Regions from separate parts of the Mus musculus genome. Here regions 2, 3, 4 and 5 are each linked to region 1. The links are chromatin contacts, called in public ChIA-PET, HiChIP or PLAC-seq and promoter capture Hi-C maps. All regions are on one chromosome and are shown on one strand. The core of a region is the stretch at or near the end of the contact, and the rest is flanking DNA. Distances in the headings are between cores, read along the strand shown.

Region 1 (3,836 bases), core at 880-3,379:
ATGGATGGTTTTATGGGCACTTCTATTTTCTGAGGACAAGTTGTCCTCAGCTTAATCTGCAAAGGCAACTTTGCCTTAGGCAACTGTCTGATAGCTACCACAGTTGGAAGCAGATCACTTCTTAACCTGGGACTTGCAGGAGTTGAGCAGGCACGGAGACTCTTCTCTGGGACGCTGCTCAGAAAACTCATGGTTTCCAGAACCGACATGCTGCTTAAATGTGCAGCCTGTGTCGGCAATCTGAGTCAGCGGCTCTTTCTGTTCGTTCTTAGGTAAGTACACCAGTTGTTTCCAGGAGGCAACCCCCCCGCCCCCCTTCTTTCTGTAAGCTTTCTTCCTACTACACAGAAAAACCCCTGCCCTGGATTTCTGTTTTGCTGCCTCGGGACTTTTTCTTTTCTGTCGGGTACTAAGTTCTGGTTCTGCCCATTTTGCTCCCCTGCCTGGAGATCACTGATTGACTAGCTAATGGCCGCCCTTGGCTCCTTCAGATCTGGAGGGAGAGACCAGGTGGCGTTTTCACCTTTACTTTGAAGTCTTATAATCACTTCAGTGTGGCACGTACTGAGTGGAAAATGGATGTGGGCTGTCAAGGCTTCGGGTTAATTGGTTCCACCTCCCTTCTCACAGGGACAGAGTCCTCTGCTCATCTACAGTGGAGTGAGTCCCTGAACCCCAGCTTCAACTCCCAGGGGAGTGGCCTCCAGACAAAAGGCTTTACTACATTACCGCCAGGGCACCCACTGCCCGCCTCCACGTCCTGCCCTGCCGAATGGCACATAAATGAAATCTCAGAAGAAAACTTTTAACTCAATTAATTTTTACTAATAACTAGGAGTGGCAGAAATACAATTCCTCCTTCTCATGGCCGGTCAAAGATGAAATTTGATTATGCTTTGAAGGGTGCGGTTTGAAATTTTTCCCTCAGTGTTGACCTACCTTAAGTGTTCTCTCTAGCCAAGGGGAGGCGTACTCCTCTGCATATATAGAGGCTGCGCTGCTCTGAAAAGCCAAACCAGTCCTGCACCATGGGGAAGAAGCAGCCAAGGGCGGCAGCAGCTGCTCCCAACTGTGAGCTAAGTAAGTGGCCACAGCCCAGGGACGCTGGCCAGCCGAGGAGCACACCTGGACGCTGACACAAACAGATCTCGCCCCTTTCTTTTCTAGATGCAGCGGAAGGTCCCAGAAGAAAGGTTCTGGGCTCGAAGGCATTTAAGAAGCCTTTCTCCAACGCCACGGATGAGCTGGAGAGGCGGCCAAGATTAATTTGTAGTTTCTCTTCTTTCAGGTGACGATTCTGTATGAAGAGCAGCAGCCCCAGCCAGGGGCCTTTCTGTTTGCTTTTGCTGTCATTTTTTTTTTTTTTTTAAAGTTTCCATCTTTAGGGTTTACCCTTTCTTCCTATCTCCGTTCTTACCAAATAATGAACATTTCTCCCGGCAGTTTCTATATGAAGAAAACAGGGCTGTCATCTATACTGTTGTAGGGGAAATCGAGAAGTCCTTTTCGGTGGCAACTTGGGGCGGGGGGTTGTCAGGTCATAAAACTGCGAAGAGGTGAGGCTGAGGCCGGGGATGGAGTGGGACTGTTTTGGGGGCAGGCAGGATAAAATGTGTGGAGAAGAGACAGAGCCAGGTGGGATCACTGTGAGTCTTGGGAGTAGGACGACGGGTGCAGCCGAACTGGCTCCACTGGTCGAAGTTTCTCGGTTCCTCCCAGGCGTGGGGTGTTCTTGGCGCGTCAGTGGGCACCGAGCAGTGGCTCAAGAAGCTAATAGGGACTGCCATGGCGCCTTAGGATCGAGTGTAGCTGTTTCTCGGAGTTATCATCTCTTAGGAGGAAAAAGGCGTGTAGCTGCCTAAAAGGAAGTGGCGGGAACTATGACAAAAATGTATATGTCCCGAGCATTCCGGGGATGGGAGTTGCCAATATAAGAACGCCGAAGGTTTGAACTGCGAGGACCGTGGCGCGCCCGGCGGAATCACGCCTCCGGATCAGCCCCGCCCCCGCTCAGGCCCCGCCCCCAGGCAGCTCGGATGGGCGGAGCCTCCGTTCCCGGTCCGCCGGCCACGCAATCCCGCAGCTGCAGGAGTCCAGCCAATCAGGAGAGGGGGGCTCCCGCCCGGCCGGCCAATCACGGGAGGGCAGGAGGTTGACTGGGTCGCCGCTGGCTCCTGGGATATGGAGTCGCCGGCGCGGCGTGTGTGGAGGTGGCGGAGCCGGTAAGCCGGGGTGCTGGCAGGGTCAGGGGTTACGGCGGCCCGCTGTGCGCGGGCGTGCGAGGGGGCTCGGACGGCGACCTACGGGGCTGGAGCAGCCTGCGGGGAGGGCGCAGCGGCGAGCCCGGGGAGGGAACCCGGTATCCCGAGGAGACCGGGAGGGCTCCCGGCTCAGCATAGGCGCCGACGATCACGGGCCTCGGCTCTTCACCGCCACCCGGGACACCGGACCACCCTTCCGCGGCCGGCCGGCCGGGGGGTGCGACCGCAGTGCCCTCCCGGAGCCCCGGGTGCCCTGCAGCGCAGCGCCCTGTCAGCCCAGCGGCTGCGGGAGCTGCGCGGTCTGCCCGAAGGCCTCAGGCCTCGCGGTTGAGTGCTGCTCGGTTGTCCGGCTGTGTGTGCAGCCTGGGACCCTGCGCCTTCCAAGGCCTCGTTCAGGGACACTTGCACGCGATGGATACTCCCCTTCTCAGCGGCGTCCTAGGCCGGGTAGTTTGCAAACTCATTTGTTTGATATTCCACCTTTGGATTCTTTGTCCGTTTCTTGGATACATCATATTTGGAAGGGCATCCTCAGAAGTAGAGTTTCCGCTGTATAAAATGGAGACACTCGGTTATCCCTTGGTTTTCAACGGTGTGATTTAAGGCAGCAAAAGCAAAATATGGGAGAAGAGCTGGTGAGGGCCGGTGGGCATCCGAGAGCTTCCATGTGACCCGTGGGGAAACCACGGGAAACTGTCCACGTTGTCCACCGTGGCATTCTCCACCCTGACCAAGTCTCCTTACTTCTTGGCTGTGTTAACTTTTGGTTCAGGCTCCTTAAGCTTTCCTGCGGTCCACACTTAAAGGTGGGGTGGGGGGATGGGGTGGTGGTGGTGGTGGTGGTGAAGGTTGGGTCTGTCAGGGCTGTTGGTGTTGTTAGTTAATACAGGTAAAGTGCTTAGGGCAGTCTCCTGCTGACCGGTATTTTTTTTTTTTAAATTACTGCTTGCTTGTGCCTGCTGTTTCCTTAAAGACTTTAACCTTCTCAGTAGTCTTTGCCCTGAGTCCCCTGGGCTATTGCCAAAGGTCCTCCAGGCAAGGCTTTCTAGCCATACTGTTAGTCTGCAAGTGCATCTAATTACAGGTGAAGAGATGCAAGGTGCTGACAGTACCTTCTTACTCTTTGTCTTTTTGAGACTAGATCTGGCTACCTCTCGTTAACTGGCCTTGAACTTGCAGTGTAGACCAAATTGTCCTCTAGCTTACAGTGATCCTCCTGCCTCTGCTGAGATCACAGACTTTTACCACTCAAACTTGGCTTCTGCTGAGTTTATTGAATGGGGTGGTTAAGTAACGTTTTAGGCTGTTTCCTGCAGTAGCTCTGCTGGTAAATGTAACATTGAGATTTCACTGGTGTTTTTTGTTAGCTATTTTACTCAGTCTTGCTTGGGCTGAGTTTATTTTGGACACAGACCTAAAAGGCAGATGACTGCAGCACACATGCTCTCTCGTGTTCCGGGAAGGTCTGTGGGACTCAGAAGGGGAATTCCTGAACATCGTGTCAGCTCCTCCCATTGAGGAATAGGGAAGCTGGATGTGAATCTCGGAGAGGAGAGATTCTACTCTCGGGAAAGC
Region 2 (3,836 bases), core at 417-2,916, 240 kb after region 1:
ACTGTGGGTCTCTGCCCACGAAGCTCCATGCCTGGGAAGCCACATCATGACAGAAAACCACACGATGCAGGAGCTGGTGTTTTCTGTGACGTCTTTAGATGTTCCCTTCGTACATAACTACGGTCAGGACAGGAGGGAGAAGGTGGCATAGGCTCCAAGCACAGCATACATGTGTATGAAGGTGCTCTTGTGTAAAAACAAAGTGGAAATCATCCTAACAGACACCGTCTACAACTGCTGGGCTCGCTTTCCTTGCATTAGTAAGCACAGGAGAAGGCCTGCCCTTGTTTACAGAACCTACAATTCCAGCACTTAGCTGCCATGTCAGTCTCCACATAGAAAACACAACACTTCAGTTAGAAATGAGAGAAAGATTCTTAGGTCTGCTCTCGCAGAGTGGCAGCCACCTATATTGGCCTGGACAGCACAATCTCTGAAGAAGGTCATGTTTTTTATCTTGGAATTCTCCTCAGTCTTCAGAATCAACAATCATTGACAGACTCTGAGACTGCTCACATTTCATGCCTCAGCTGCAGGACGGGTATTTAAAGCTGGGCTTTGTCACTCTAAGCTAGACCAGCCCAAGCACCTGGAAGAACCACAGAGCGCAGCTCAGATCACCCCAGAGTGGTGACACGGATCTCAGAGCACTCACCTTCCTCGATAGACGGTCTTTATGGACTCCACAGCCAATCCAGTAGCAACAATGTCATCGGCGTTATGTCTTCGGCCGCTGACCATGAGTAATCCATCCATTTTTCCAACCACGAACACCAAGCTACCCTGAAAGTTAGCAATGATTCACCTTCATTTCCATAGTTTAAAGGGTAAAACAGACACCTTACATTTCCTGTTTTCATGAAAATGTCACTAAACAAAACCAAACCAAACACTAAGAAACGTACCTGTGAAACATGTACACAGTTCAACTCCCAACACCACAAAAAACGTGTTTATACGAAAGAAAATAATGTCATAGTTTATGGGATTTATTATTATTTTTCTTTAGAATTAGTAAAAAAGCACATCTTAAAGCCACCAAGTCTTTAAAAGGCTCGATCTGTGTGCATGTGTGTGGGCACAGGCAGGCCACTGCCCGCTGTGACTCAGAGGACAACTTGCAGGAACTGTCCTCTCCTTCCACCCAATGGGTCCCAGGGACGCCTCTACCTGCTGAGCATCTGGCTAGCACCCACTGAGGTCTTACCGTCTATAAGAGATTAATCCGTTCCTATTTATTCTTAGGGGAAATCTCACTCTCACAGGGGAGAAACTGTGCTCACACACAGAGTTCCCTTTTCCAGCCACAGGTGTGCATTAGCTCTTCTGTAGTTGGCACAGGGTGAATACCAGGGAGAGAAATGTTACTTTATTGCTCCTGGAGCTAGAGAGAGCCAACGGTTTTAGTGTGTGAATAGTTGCTTTGAGCTCGCAAGGGTAACACTGTCTCCATTGGCAAGATCAGAAACACATACCCAAGAAGGTCTAAGAACCCTGCAGATTTTTGGACAACAGAGCAGCAGGCCCCTGGGTCCATTGGCCCTTCGCATGTCCTCTCGAGTTGGCAGTTACCTCCACAAGCATGTCACTCTTGCTGAGCACAGTGTAGTGCCACACAATGACTGGGCTAAGCCAGAAAAACAGAATGTCAATGCACAGGAAGCTGCTGGTCTACCCACAGTGCCAGAGGAAGCCAGCCAACTCCACAACGCCAGAGCCAGAGGGGACACACTTCTAACAGTCTGCTGGTGGTAAATGGAGAGAGAGGCGGCTAAGGGAATGTCCTGGTCCTGCAGAGGACATGAGTGTGGCTGCCAGCACAAAGTCTGGTGGCTCACAGCTCCTTTAACTCCAACACTGCTATGCATGTAGACTTGCATATACATTTAACATAATAGAAACAAATCCTTAAAAAAGAGAGAGAGAAGGGATGCCTGCTTCTCCAAATCTTTCACAGTGAGGCTGTTTAGCTGACATGGTATTTCCATCTTCATCTTCCTTGCAGCTAGATCTGACCATGGGACTGGTTCAGGCCAGACACAACCAGACCCTTTACATGGGGTTCAGGGGATCATTCATAGAGAGCGGACAACAGTCTATCTGTTTCAGACTGACGGTTGGAGCTGGGTCCTGGACCTCAATAGCAGTGCAGCAAGCTCGCTCAAGATTTGGGCTCTTGAGACAGCTGAAGCTGCACTGCAGTGTTAAGGGCTCAGTGTCACATGCTCTTACATGAGCTGAGCGCTAGGAGGAGGAAGAGGAGAAGGAGGAGGAGGAGATGGGCAGGAAGGAGCCATCGACAGATGGAGGGTATGAGTTGACAGGATAGTGACTACCCCATGGCTCGCCACTGCCCTACCCACTGGCCATCAGAGCCTGGCTCTCTGCTGCCTTTGTGTCCTGCTCAGGCTCAGTATGTGCCTTGAGAACAGGCTTTTGGGTCCTTGTCTCTCTAGACCACTACCATGAATAACACTTGCCAGGTAACGAACTGTTTTCTAAGAATTTACAATGACCCAGGGTGGGCACTGCTGAGAATCCTTAAGAAAACACTCTCATGCCCGGCGTGGTGGCACACACCTTTAATCCCAGCACTCAGGAGGCAGAGGCAGGCGGATTTCTGAGTTCGAGTCCAGCCTGGTTTACAAAGTGAGTTCCAGGACAGCCAGGGCTACACAGAGAAACTCTGTCTCGAAAAACCAAAAAAAAAAAAAAAAAAAAAAGAAAAGAAAAGAAAACACTCTCAGCTAATGGATGGATCACAGGGCTCCCAATGGAGGAGCTAGAGAAAGTAGCCAAGGAGCTAAAGGGATCTGCAACCCTATAGGTGGAACAACATTATGAACTAACCAGTACCCCGGAGCTCTTGACTCTAGCTGCATATGTATCAAAAGATGGCCTAGTCGGCCATCACTGGAAAGAGAGGCCCATTGGACACGCAAACTTTATATGCCCCAGTACAGGGGAACGCCAGGGCCAAAAAGGGGGAGTGGGGGTGGGTGGGTATGGGGGACTTTTGGTATAGCATTGGAAATGTAAATGAGCTAAATACCTAATAAAAAATGGAAAAAAAAAAAAAGAAAAAGAAAACACTCTCTACATTCGCCACTCAGTTTCCCTTGGCTACGAAGTAACCTTCCCCCCTCCCTCCTCTTAACTTCTCAGAGCATGTTAACATAAATCAAGAAAAGTAGTAAGAATAAGTGAAATGTTTAAAAATATAGGATACATATGAAGCCTTAGTCTGTAGGAGTCACAGAAACTTAGGCAAGAGACGCAGAAAACATTAGCTCATTCCTGTGACAGTCTTCTACAATCAGTCTGAAAGACAGTGCATCATTTTTAATCCCAGCGTTTGGGAGGCTGAGGTAGGGATCTCCACTAGTTCCAACCAGGCAGGGCTTTGCAGAGACCTTGTCTAAATAAAGAAACAGGAGGAGGAGCCGTTTTGATCGTTGTTAAAGGGCCAGTGACACCCTTTCACTACTCGGAATCTGTTCAGTTCTGTGAATCCAAGTTCAAATGCTTTTAGATCAAATGTTGCAAAATCAATAGGAACCGTCACTTACAGGCCCTACAAATCCCAGCAGCCCTGACCGGATGAAGGGTACGTCCCCTACAGGAGAGCCTGAAGAAGTCACTGGAATCACCTAAAAGACAAAAGGAAAAAGGTGAAAAGCTTGGTTAGTTAAAAAAAATGTATCTGATTTTTAAAAGTCTTACTTAAAAGAAAAAACTACATGTATTATATTCTAACTGAGCAGGGCATGGTTGGTACAAGCCTTTAATTCCAGCACTCAGGAGTCAGGCAGGAGAGCTCTGTGATTCGGAGGCCA
Region 3 (3,836 bases), core at 750-3,249, 250 kb before region 1:
TTTTTATTTCTGTCCTTCCATTTTCTTAATCTGCCTCTCCCAGACCACCACCAAAGCTAACATACACTCCCTAAGCACCTATTGCTTAAAAAGCTTGTATCCATCTCTTATTTTTTTTACCAAAGATTTTATTTATTTCATGTATGTGAGTACACTGTCACTGTCTTCAGACACACCAGAAGAGGGCATCGGATCCCATTACAGATGTTTGTGAGCCACCACGTGGGCGCTGAGAATTGAACCCAGGACCTCTGGGAGAGCAGTCAGTGTTCTTAACCATTGAGCCATCTCTCCAGCCCCCACCTCTATAAATGAACTGCATACCTTACAGATCATGGGATTGCCAATCTACCTCCAAAGTAAGCGCCTGGAGATCAGAGTCGTCTTTCCTGCCTGGCTTCCTGGTGTATGCCTGGTACACCGCTGACCTTTAGTGCATCGTCTGTTTAGATGAAAGAAACAGAAAACAAAAGCAGGCAGTTTTGTGGCAGACCTCCAGCTTCTTTCTGCCTTCTCCCACAGGAAGCCTGTTGTGACCTCTTTCTTTCCTTGAGGGAATTTTACCAGCTTGCTAAGATTCTGGAATAAATGTTTCCCCAAACCTAGTATCCCTATTTTCTGGCTATCCTTTCTCAGTGGTCAGGTGTAAGTTCATTGGAAGACCGGTTTCCTAGAGAAACCAGATTTGTAATCTCTGTAGCCCCACTCCAGTTTGTATAATCTGTGACTAAATTCACACTGTGTCCATATAATGCTCCATGCTTTGCCTGGAGAGTCTTGTTCTCCTCTGTCCAGTTCAGGCCTCTCCCCTCCTCTCCTCCTTAGCATATTATGAATGGCACCCTGTCTCCTGAGGACCCCATCTCTCCAGTCTTTCTCCCCTTCCAATCCAGATCTGGATTATGCTCACCTTCTGCACTCTGTCCCCACAATTCCCAGGCTTAGAACTGGTTAAGCTGCCATCCAGGCTGAGCCATGGTCACTCAGCATCAATACCCTGCAGCTGGTAGGTGGTCTCTGGTCCATTAAACGTCCTCACTGGATGAAACTGGGCCTTTTGGTTTTTACTTTTTTTTTTTTCATTTCATTTCATTTTATTTTATTTATATAGAGTACACTGTAGCTGTCTTTAGACACACCAGAAGAGGGCATCAGATCCCATTACAGATGTCTATGAGCCACCATGTGGTTGCTAGGAATTGAACTCAGGACCTCTGGAAGAACAACCGGTGCTCTTAACGGCTGAGCCATCTCTCCAGCCCAAACTCAGTCTTTTGTGTCTCCTCACTTTCTAATGCTGTTCGGGTATGGAACCAATGAGTCACGGTCCACATTCAAAGAGCCCGTTCAAGGGTGGGGGCGGGGGAGGGGAGGGGAATCTTTCTCTACTGCAGGGGCAGCATTTCCAAGCTGGTTTTAAGAGTGTGTGCGCACCAAAATCCACCCTGAACAACCCGTTCTCTGCCAACTTCTCAGAACCAGCTTAGCTGCTCTCCCAGCTCCAGATGCCTCTGTGGACCCCATCCTGGTGACCAGTGGTCTTTCCAGGGAGCTGGGCAGTGAGGGGGCCCCAGTAGTTCTCTCGGGGAGCTGAACAATGATGGGGTTCCAATGGTCCTCCTGGGGATCTGGACCATGATGGGGTCCTAGTCGTCCTCCTGGGGACATGGACAGTGATGGGACCCCAATGGTCCACCTGGGGAGTTGGACAGTGATGGGGCTTCAGTGGTACACCTGGAGTATTGGGCAGTGATGGAGTCCCAAGGTCCTCCCGTGATGGCCAGTGGTGGGCTGCAGTGGTCCTCTCGGGAATCTGGGTAGTGATGGGTTTCCAATGGTCCTCGAGAGGTGGCATTGGGTGGTCCAGGCCGACCACGCCCCAGCAGGAGGCTGTAAGGGTGTGAAGGCCCGCCCTCTGAGCATCACGCAAGGCATGCTGGGAGGACGCACTTCCTCTCAGGGGCCTCTAGAAACCACAGGTCCAGGCTGCGCCCCCGCAGCCGGCAGGATGGCAGAGGGCAAGGCGGGCGGAGCGGCTGGCCTCTTCGCCAAGCAGATGCAGAAGAAGTTCAGCAGGGCCCAGGAGAAGGTAGGCAGCCTGAGGAGAAAGGGTCCTGCTGCCCCAGAACGGGCGGGGAATGGGTGTCCACGAACATTGGCCGACGTGGGAGAGAAGGGAGCAGCTGAGGAGACAGCTGTTTCGCAGGAGCCTTCGGCAACCCTCAGCCTGACCCAGAAAAGGCGACAGGAAGGAACGAATGGTGGTGGTCAACTTTGTCACAGATTTTGTCCTAGCGCAAAGGCAAGGGTGGCTGGCTGGCGTCTCTCAGGTGATGAATGAGTTGGAAGATACTTGTCCCCAAAGTAAGAGACAGCGGCTGCGGTGGCAGTGAGTCGCCCCACTTAATTTGACTTGGGGGATTCACTGAGGACCAGGACACTGCACAGTTCTCCACACTTGAGTGTTGTTTAAACTGGTGTAAACGGAGGCGGGTGGATAGAAAACGCAAGGCATCCGAGGCTATATTACTGAGTTTAAGACCAGCCTGAGCTACTCTTTACCTCGGGGTGAGCGGGGAGCTCGTGTGTCCAGTAGCCAGCCCCAGTTTCTTACATCTATTCTTTTGCCTTGATGGTGATCCACAGCCTCTGGGTGTCCTTCCCATAATTTGCCAGTCCATTCAAATGATGGGCACACGCCTTTAATCCCAGCCCTCGGGAGGCAGAGGCAGGAGGATCTCTGTGAGCTCAAGATCTGCCTGGTTTACACAGAGACTTCCAGGACAGCCTAGACTACATAGACCCTGTCTCCAAAAAAAAAAAAAAAAAAAAAAAGGGAAAATGGATTATGGAGACACTCTTCACGCTGTTTATTTTATTTGCTTGGTTGTTTTGTTTTTTTGAGACAGGGTCTTACCGTGTTGACTGGGCTGGTCTTGTATTCAAGGTGAGATCTCTAGCTAAGGTCATAGGTATGAACCCCATTCTTACCACCCTTCACATGTTTTTGAGACAGTTTCTTGTACCCCCACCCCCAAACTCACTTTGACCTTGAACTTCTGGTCTCCCGTCTCTCTCTATCTTCTGGGTTGCAAGCATGTGTCATCACATCTCTTAGATGCTGAAGGTTGTACCTACAGCTTCTGGTTGAGGAAACCAGGCACCCTGCCAACTGAGCTCCGTCCCAGCCCCTTCCCTACACACTTAAAAGGCATTGTGATGTTACCTGTCCAGAGTCTTCCTTTGCCTAGCCACCATCTACCCACACTGTAGTAGAAGAGACATGGGCTAAAAGGAGAGGGTTCATGAACTTGAGGCTGTAAAGTACCTAGCACACTTAGCAATGGAAAGATTTGTATTCCCTTGTAAAGGTGGTGCAGAGGCCATTGGAGTAGATCAAGGGCACCCAGCTCCCCCCACATGGGGTTCACATTACTGACGGGGTACAGATGTATGAGGTCCTTGGTGTAAAGGACCACAGGGGAAGGGAGGGGCTCTGTATTCTTCAGTCTTTTAAGATCGTGTGAAAGACAAGAGGAAAATAAAAGTTGTGTGCGCAGCCTTTGTTACTTTTCCTACCTGAACTTTGCCTCTCTGGAGTCTAACAAGACATCTGATAGATCTGAAGGCAGTGCTTATGGGAAGGTCTAGCTATAAATAGGGGGACTGGACAGGACAGGGAACTCACCTAGAGAAAGCTACACTGTGGCTAAAGAAACACAAGACAAAAGACAAAAAAAATAGGAACCAGAAATTTCGTGTATTGAGGGCTGGCAGGTGTGGCTCAGTGTTGGAGCAGGTACCTAGCCGCAGGCAGTCCTGGGTACCACAAAAGA
Region 4 (3,836 bases), core at 674-3,173, 220 kb after region 1:
TTCAGTGTTTACAGACAGAGCTGGCTTCCTCAGGTGCTGCCCCTCTAGCCACTTTGCTGGCTTATCAGTAAGAATGGCGTGTCCATGGGATTTAAACAATCTGGAGATAAGTGCACATCTGGTCTTCATGCATCTGAAACCATCCATTAAGGAAAGCCTATGGGCTTTTCTCTAAGCTTGACTGGACTCTTCTCTCAGGCTTCAGCCCTCTTCCTCCATCCCAGCCTTCCCCAGCAGCTAGCAGAATAGAATACCTTTCCAGATTCAGAAAGCAGGAGGCTCTGGGGGGCACCCCGTTCCACAAGACGGACCCTGTAGAGAAACAGGGGTTAATGTCTAGTCTTTATAAAATGGGGTTCACTACTGCAGCTACCTCCTCAGGATGTCTAACTGGCACCTCTGCTCCCAAAGTGGGCTTCTCACACTCCACACACTTGATGCTCTGGGTCAGTTTACTAGGTTTCAACAGCAGCTCCCACTGTAACAACCTGTTCCCAGGAGTCGAGAGGCGAGCCTCTCCAGGGAAGGAGACCTGCCGTCAGGCCACCAGATATGTCAGCAGGTGGAGTGCTGCTGCTTAACCGTGACACCAAGTACTGTGACTCATGTCCATGACTCCGGTGCTGGGAGGCAGAGACAGGGGAGTCTACGAGGCTGCCCAGAGAGCAATCTTCTCAGAATTGGCAAGCCACAGGTCTCAGAGATTGACCCTGTCCCAGAAAACAAGGTGGATGGTCCCTGAGGAACCAAGTAACACCACCTAGGGTAGTTTTCTGGTGCGCACATATGCACGCATGCTCACACACACACACCCAGCACGAGTGTGGCCTGGGGTCTCTGCCTAGGCACACTGGGGACTAGCCACCAGCCTAATGTGCAAAGGGCTCCGTATCTCAGCATCACGCTGTGGGACAAAACTTAAAATCTCAGTGAGAGAAAAAGCGGCTTCACAAACTATGGACTCAGATTAAGTGTTGTGTCAAAGCCCTGTCCTGGCCTCACGTCTGCCTCATTTTTTTGAACTGCAGAACAAAGACACTATCTATTGTTTGTTTTCTTTTGTTTTTGTTTTTGTTTTTGAGACAGGGTCTCCCTGTATAGCTCTGGCTATCCTGGAACTCAGAGATCCGCCTGCTTGAGTGCTACAGTTAAAGGCGTGCGCCCCACACGCAGCCCCACAAAAGTATATACATTTATAGCTAGAAACTAAGATTACATTTTAATTATAGAACAATACAGCAAGCCAGGCATGATTCCTCATGCCTATAATCTAGCAGAATCAGAGGCAGGAGGATGGCTGTAAGTTTTAGGCCAGCTCAGACTATATAACAAACTGGGGTTTCAAATCCTACTCCACCTCTTGGGTGATGAAAAACCAACCAAGGCCTAAAGCTAATGTCAATGAAGCAACTGTGAGAACTGAAGCTTTTTTTTCATAAACAAAATTCCTATTATTTACTAATGACAGACATGAGACCTTCCCCTTCCTGCATCACCCCTCAAGATGTAAACAAGAGCAGGACAGGGGTGCTGATGTTGAGGTCAAGCTCTGTGCTCACCATACCTGTCATGTCTCAGCGACTTCAGATCCACATACACAGTTGTTGGATCCGGCCCTGAGGTTCCCTAAAGAAGAACAAACCAGCACACTGTTTATTTAAAGCCTGAACGAGCTGTCTCTCTTCCACAAATGGGAAATGTCTGCTGTCGGAGAGCTCATTCTCACTTTCTCTTTAACCAAGTGAGCCATAAAAGGGGGAGCGGGGAGGAGCCTTGGGCCTGGCAACCTCTTGGCTATCTCTGCAGCAATGAAGCAGTACCAAGCCTGGGGAGTGGGTTTGGGTAGTTCCCTACCCAGGGCTCAGAGCAGGGGCTGATGAGAGCAAGGGGCAGGATGGGACTCTACAGGGAAGTATGATGACATTTCCTGCAAGCCTCTTGACCTGGGTCACTGGAGACCAGAGTCTTAGTCACCCTCTCTTCCCCTTGGCTATGCATGCATGCACTTGCCTCATGAGCTGCCAAGCACATAAAGTCAGACTGTTCTAGATCTACCCAGAACAACATGGCAAAAGATGCAGCTTTATTTTTAGAAGGCAAAATATGGGGGACAAGAAGGATGTATATTAATTAATTAATGACATTAAAATAGGACTCAGGGGGCTGGAGAGATGGCTCAGAGGTTAAGGGCACTGACTGCTCTTCCGAAGGTCCTGAGTTCAAATCCCAGCAACCAAATGGTGGCTCAAAACCATCAGTACAGCTACAGTGTACTCATATACATAAAATAAATACATCTTTAAAAAAAAAAAAGGGACTCAGGGAGGTTCCTGGAGCACTCTGTACTAGGAGAGAGTATCACATGGAGGCCACTGGCTTGCTCTTGTCTGAGTGCTTCCCTAGTAATCCGCTGACCTGTAGGCCAACCCTGGGCAAACAAAGGCATCATTTTATAGATGAACATAGGAGATGCAGCAGGCAAGATAAAAAGCCTAAATCTCCACAGTGACCCAGCAGAACCAGTCTCAGGCAGAGCAGCATGGCCTTGAAGACACTACAAGGCCTCACAGTCTACTCAGGGGGTCAGAAGACTGAGGCAGGGAGACTGCTGTGAGTTCATGGTCAGGCAACTCTGTCTCAAAGACCCAGCAGCAGCAACAAGAACTTCATGGTGCTGGAGCTGGTCTGGAACTGCTTGTTTTCAAAATGCTAAACATTGGATCTGGTTGCAGTCAAAACCAGCACTTTCCCCCATACACCAAATGATGTGTAAACTTTGCTTGTTTTTAGTCTCTGACTGATTAAACAAAAGTGGCTGACAGCCAATTACTTGGAGAATAGAGTAGACAAGGCCTTGGTTCCTAGGCTTAGGGGTCACAGGTAGGGACCACGAGGGAGGAAGGAGAAAGAAGACAGGAGAGCCAGAGGTCTCCATTAGACAGGATGGACTAGGACATGTGGCCAAGAGAAATGCCTCCTGAGGACAGTCAGATGGAGCAGAAATAACCCAGGTGAGACTCAAACAGTAAATAACTTGGGGAGTCTAGTTGGGAAATGGCCAGTCTAGTGTAAAAAACATCACCCAAGGGGGCTGGAGAGATGGCTCAGGGGTTAAGAGCACAGGCTGGTCTTCCAGAGGCTGTGAGTTCAATTCCCAGCAACCACATGGTGGCTCACATCCATCTGTAATGGGATCTGATGCCCTCTTCTGGTGTGTCTGCAACAGTGTGCTCACATACATTAAATAAATAAATCTTTTAAACAGCAAAATCAAAACATCGCCCAGTAAATATGCTAATGCTGATTAAATAAATCCATGTAACTCTGACTCAATTACTGTGGGACTCGTAGGGTCATAATAAGAACTAATAGAATTATTAAATACCACACATCAACATGGTGTTACCTGTAAACATATTGCTACATTGACTCTGGATCCAAAAGTGGTGCTGACAGCTCGAGGGGACAGACCGATGTCTTTGAAGAGCTTGGAGAAGGACTGCTGAAGGCTGACACGGGGCCGCTCCTCTGCCACCACCACACAGGTCCGGATGCAAGAAAGATTGATCCCTCTGGTCTGCAAGAAATTGGTGTCAGAAACATAGTTAGAAAGATCCCTTCTTGTTCGGGAAAAGCCAAGGGGTACCTTCTGGGCCCAGACACAGAGAAAAATATCTTTCAGAAAGGAAATGGCCAAATGCCTAGGTACTATCACCTACAGCTGATCTACTCCATGCCTTTCCTCTGGGGCTGAGGAGGGAAGCACCAGGCTAGGATGCACAGGCCCTGGATTGCACCATCACCTCCACAAAAGAAGGGGGGTACCCCAAAACCCA
Region 5 (3,836 bases), core at 984-3,483, 170 kb after region 1:
CCTGTAAAAACTCCAACAGGAGAGACTGTAAGGAAACCTTCCTATACCCCCACCCCATATTGTCTTGGAAACAAGAGCCTGATATAAAGACAGCCCGGTTGCAGGGATTCCTGGAGAACTGCTCAGGTGAACAAGGTGCAGGAAGGAGATCACCCAGAAAGAGGACTGGCCCTAAGAGAGCTGTGGCTCTCATGAGACCTCATACCATTCCACAGAGAAAGGCTGGGCACTACCAGGTGTTGTGACCCAAATAACCACTCTTGTTCCAGCAACCCTCTGCCTCAGTTTCCACAGTGTGGGATTATGGCCGTTCTTTCTTCACCACACTGTGGTCTTCACCTACTGTCTCACTGGACTAAAAAATGTCAGGCTAGCTTCCAGCTGCCCCTTTCAGCTTTTCCTTCCAGCCCATCTCCATTCCTTTGTGACGTCTGCAGAACCAATCTCTCCAGGGCCTCCATGGGCACAGTAGGCTAGACTCAGATCAGTGCATCCCTCAACCTTCACTGTAGAAGCTGCTTTCCACATGAGGCGGGGATTCTCAGAGACCCACAGCTTCGAGACAGTGTGCAGAGACTTTGTAAAACTTAAGCACTCAGCCCTAAATGGGACGTCATCAAACCCCTCTCCTCAAAGCCCAGAGACCCATGGAAGAGGAGGAGGAGGTAGTGTAACTCCATGGAAACTGTCTTCAGACACAGCAGGACCGATGCTCACATGAACGAATGGCGACAGTGTGCACAAGACCAGCACAATCCAAACCAGCAAAAATCTCAACTCAGAAGGGGAAGAGGACAGACTCCCAACCATGACGCTCTGTGCAGCAATGCTGGGAAAGGGAGACCCACTGTGTATCAACTGCACTCCACTCAGAACAGGCCGCTCATGGATCTCTCTCTCTGACATTAAAGGCGTGCACACAACCTCCACATAACTTCCTTTTTTTGCTTGTTTTTGTATAGAAAGAGAGACCACAAACACACATAACATTGGGACATGGAGTTTAGTATCTGTTGACTGTTTGAGATGTTTACAATAATCAACCTGCACTTGGTGGTGCACACCCTTAATCCCAGAGGCAGAGACAGGCGGATCTGTGAAGTTCCATGCCAATCAGAGATACACAGTGAAACCCTGTTTCAAAAAACCAAAAATAAGTAGCACAGGTATCTATAGAGCCCCAAGCCATACCGTTAAGCCTTGGGGGTTGGGGAGTCCTTTTGTTTAGCGCTTATCATTATGATATTCTTGAGGCTAGCTACATTTTATGTCAGTCACACACTGAAGAGGAACAGACCGGAGCACCTCCGGAGGTGCAAGGCCCTTGGACAGCTATAAAGTGTCCTTCCTCGGCAGGAAAGATGGCTGTTCTCAAGGGTCTTTCACTCAAAGAACAAAGGGCCTTTCCAACTTCCAATACTATAGCCATCATGGAAGAGAAGCCACACTTCTCAGAGTTCAAGGCCAGGGTGGCTGGATGGCCCGGGTTGCCAAGCCTGACGACTGGAGTCTAAACCAGGAATCCACATGGTTAATGGAGAACCGTCAGCCTGCAGGTGTCCTCTGACAGTCACATGCATGCCATATCCCAGAATGCAGTGCTCATTCCATTCTCAATGTCAAACTATTAAACACTCAGAGTATAAACATCAGAACATAGAATATCTATGCGCTCGCTTCATACCAGGAATCAATAGATGGTAATGGTACAACATACTACTTCAGATTAACTCCTGTCCTACACTTGGGTGCTGTCATTCCCTGTGCTAGGTTCTCTTATTTCTTTCCCTTCTGTGGCACTGGGGATCAAACCCAGGGCCTTGGTACATACAGATAAATGCTCTACGTTGACATATGTCCCCAGTTCCCTATTTTGTTATCAAGCCACCAAATGAGTCGTTGTTATTGTTGTAAGAAGCCGACAGTAACAAGTAAACACTCATCTTTTGGGGAAGCACAGGGACACCAAACCCCAGGTCTTGCACATGCTAGGCAAGTCTTAGTAATGACATTAACCACTGGTATCCTAGTTAGGGTTTCGCTGTCGTGAAGACACCATGACCAAGGCAACTCTTGTAAGAACAACATTAAATTGGGGTTGGCTTTACAGGTACAGAAATTTAATCCATTATTATGGCTCTAGAGGGGCTAAGAGCCCTTGTTCCGAAGGTAGCTGGAAGACTGACTTCCAGGAAGCTAAGAGGAAGGTCTCAAAGCCCATCCCACAGTGACAGACTTCCTCCATCAAGGCCACACCTACACAAACAAGGCCACACATGCTAATAGTGTAGCTCCCAGGGCCATGCATATTCAAACCACAACTGGGGTACATTCCTAAGTACAGAATTCTAGGCTGAAAGGTAGATCTCAGTCCATTAATGTCTAATGGTACTGTTCAAAACATCTGTTGTTAGCTTAACAGTCATTCCTTTCTAAATACTTTCTCACTTTTGGAAGCTTTTTAAAATCTAACACTTATCTGGGCTGGGAGCACAGCTAGCTCAGCAACAGCCGCCTAGTGTGCTGGCCAGTGGACAAGATGTAGCTCATGTAGACGCATAGACGCACGCCTCCCATCCTCTCCTTCCTCCTATTTACCTTTGTGCTCATCCTGGGTAGTTTACTTGGATTCTCTGATTCCCCCATTCTTCAATCACATCTAAACTGTTGTAAAGGACCTACCTATCTTTCTAGGTTTGTTCATTTTCAAAGTCCTCCCAGTCTTCTGTTCCAGTGGTAGGGTCTCTGTATCTTTCCTGATTTAAACCAGACATAGAGTCCCTGCTAATTTCATGATCTGGGTTCTTTAGGGAGCTTATACTACATCTGTTGCTGTCTGCTAATACATTATTTCTTTTAGCTTTTTTAGCTTTCAGTTGAATTCTTTAGGGTTCCCCACACACAATTGTTGATTTGTTAAAACAAAAGGGTGATATCCTCTGAAGCACCGTGTGTTAATTACATCAGGTTCCATTGTAAACTTGTGCTTTGGAGCCCAGAGCAGGGAATGAAGGAACTGGGGAAGGCCCGTAGGCAGAGCGCTAGGATGCAGCCCCTTTGCTATGTTGTGTACTATGAGGGTCTCATCCTACAACACGCTCCCGATGAACATAGACTTTACACAGGCACAAAACCAATGGAGCCAAACCAGTCAAATGGAACCAAATCAATCTTTCCTATTTAAAATGGCATTAAAGATGGCAGTTATTGCAGCCTAGGGATGGCCCAGTGGTTAAGATCACTTTTGCAGAGGACCTGCGTTTGTTTTTCAGTGCCCTTGTCGGGCAACTCATAAGCACCAGCTCCAGGGCATGTAAGCCTCTTCCAGCCTCTGTGGGCACTGTACTCATGCACACACCCTAACACATGCACACAATCAAAACTATAGAAAACAAACCCTTTCAAAACTACACAAAGATAACAACACACCTGTCCACTGTTGATTCAATCAAAATTCCGAGTACCTAGCTCCATATCGTCTTTAACTGACAGACTTCTGCGGCTGGGGTTTTTGCTACTTTGTGCTGTTGGATTTTTCTGTTAATTCTACTTTCCTAGCGGGGCTGTCTGTCTGGACTGAAGAATGAGTCAGACTCAGGTGACTCCTAGTGAACCATTCCCTAATGAATAAAGGAATCAATCACTGGGTGAGAAGGCGGGACTTCCGGGTTGGACGTAGGAAAAGAGTTAGGGTCATTTTGGACAGGAATATCTTAAGGACAAGATGTAGCTGCTTAGTGTCTCCTGGTTTCAACAGTGGATCTGCCAGGATTCGCCACAGGAGGATTTAGATTTTATATGGCTTGCAAGATTAGGATTCTAGTTGTTGCGCCCAG

Evidence for each region. ChIA-PET counts read pairs in DNA pulled down with a chosen protein or histone mark. HiChIP or PLAC-seq counts read pairs in DNA pulled down with a chosen protein or histone mark. Capture Hi-C pulls out chosen DNA fragments and counts their contacts.
Region 2: a contact with region 1 is called in an RNA polymerase II ChIA-PET map of effector CD8 T cells, with 6 read pairs. The contact joins the enhancer-like site here to the promoter of Slc11a2 in region 1. A contact is called at or near these places in 2 of 39 promoter capture datasets (the 3T3-L1 cell line and hippocampal neurons), 5 of 115 datasets of contacts at active chromatin or transcription factors (effector CD8 T cells, embryonic stem cells, extraembryonic endoderm stem cells and 1 more) and 2 of 9 other capture datasets (adipose tissue and pancreatic islet).
Region 3: a contact with region 1 is called in a promoter capture Hi-C map of liver. The contact joins the promoter of Bin2 here to the promoter of Slc11a2 in region 1. A contact is called at or near these places in 3 of 39 promoter capture datasets (embryonic stem cells, hippocampal neurons and pre-B cells), 2 of 484 Hi-C or Micro-C datasets (CD4 T cells and CD8 T cells), 6 of 115 datasets of contacts at active chromatin or transcription factors (effector CD8 T cells, embryonic stem cells and stem cell-derived neural progenitor cells) and 4 of 9 other capture datasets (adipose tissue, embryonic stem cells, liver and 1 more).
Region 4: an H3K4me3 HiChIP or PLAC-seq map of bone marrow-derived macrophages shows a contact between it and region 1, with 2.6 times the contacts expected there. The contact joins the enhancer-like site here to the promoter of Slc11a2 in region 1. A contact is called at or near these places in 8 of 39 promoter capture datasets (the HPC-7 cell line, cranial neural crest, embryonic stem cells and 4 more), 5 of 115 datasets of contacts at active chromatin or transcription factors (bone marrow-derived macrophages, embryonic forebrain, embryonic stem cells and 2 more) and 2 of 9 other capture datasets (adipose tissue and liver).
Region 5: an RNA polymerase II HiChIP or PLAC-seq map of embryonic stem cells shows a contact between it and region 1, with 19 times the contacts expected there. The contact joins the enhancer-like site here to the promoter of Slc11a2 in region 1. A contact is called at or near these places in 7 of 39 promoter capture datasets (the 3T3-L1 cell line, cranial neural crest, frontonasal cranial neural crest and 2 more), 4 of 115 datasets of contacts at active chromatin or transcription factors (embryonic stem cells, forebrain and memory CD8 T cells) and 2 of 9 other capture datasets (adipose tissue and liver).

Annotation. Positions count from the first base shown.
Region 1 is chr15:100,421,348-100,425,183 of GRCm38.p6, reverse strand. It overlaps Slc11a2 (solute carrier family 11 (proton-coupled divalent metal ion transporters), member 2), which reads left to right and starts at 2,129. Exons shown (of 17, transcript NM_008732.2): 1 at 2,129-2,222. Gm5475 (predicted gene 5475) reads right to left here and starts at 1,991. Exons shown (of 3, transcript NR_040351.1): 1 at 940-1,991.
Region 2 is chr15:100,178,256-100,182,091 of GRCm38.p6, reverse strand. Dip2b (disco interacting protein 2 homolog B) reads right to left here. Exons shown (of 38, transcript NM_001159361.2): 20 at 3,570-3,650; 21 at 656-783. Among named protein-coding and RNA genes, the nearest start is that of Atf1, 48 kb to the left of the region's middle. Within about 2 kb of position 1,666, at least 68 of the 459 cell types and tissues checked have an H3K27ac peak or open chromatin away from gene starts, as enhancers often do. A contact at or near this core is called in effector CD8 T cells, where this site is marked.
Region 3 is chr15:100,667,666-100,671,501 of GRCm38.p6, reverse strand. It overlaps Bin2 (bridging integrator 2), which reads left to right and starts at 1,999. Exons shown (of 11, transcript NM_001270537.2): 1 at 1,999-2,089. The coding sequence starts at 2,009.
Region 4 is chr15:100,202,873-100,206,708 of GRCm38.p6, reverse strand. It overlaps Dip2b (disco interacting protein 2 homolog B), which reads right to left. Exons shown (of 38, transcript NM_001159361.2): 32 at 3,407-3,577; 33 at 1,565-1,626; 34 at 255-312. Among named protein-coding and RNA genes, the nearest start is that of Atf1, 23 kb to the left of the region's middle. Within about 2 kb of position 1,923, at least 88 of the 459 cell types and tissues checked have an H3K27ac peak or open chromatin away from gene starts, as enhancers often do. A contact at or near this core is called in adipose tissue, bone marrow-derived macrophages and liver, where this site is marked.
Region 5 is chr15:100,247,293-100,251,128 of GRCm38.p6, reverse strand. The region is part of intron 3 of Atf1 (activating transcription factor 1); the gene reads right to left. Among named protein-coding and RNA genes, the nearest start is that of Atf1, 21 kb to the right of the region's middle. Within about 2 kb of position 2,233, at least 25 of the 459 cell types and tissues checked have an H3K27ac peak or open chromatin away from gene starts, as enhancers often do. A contact at or near this core is called in embryonic stem cells, where this site is marked.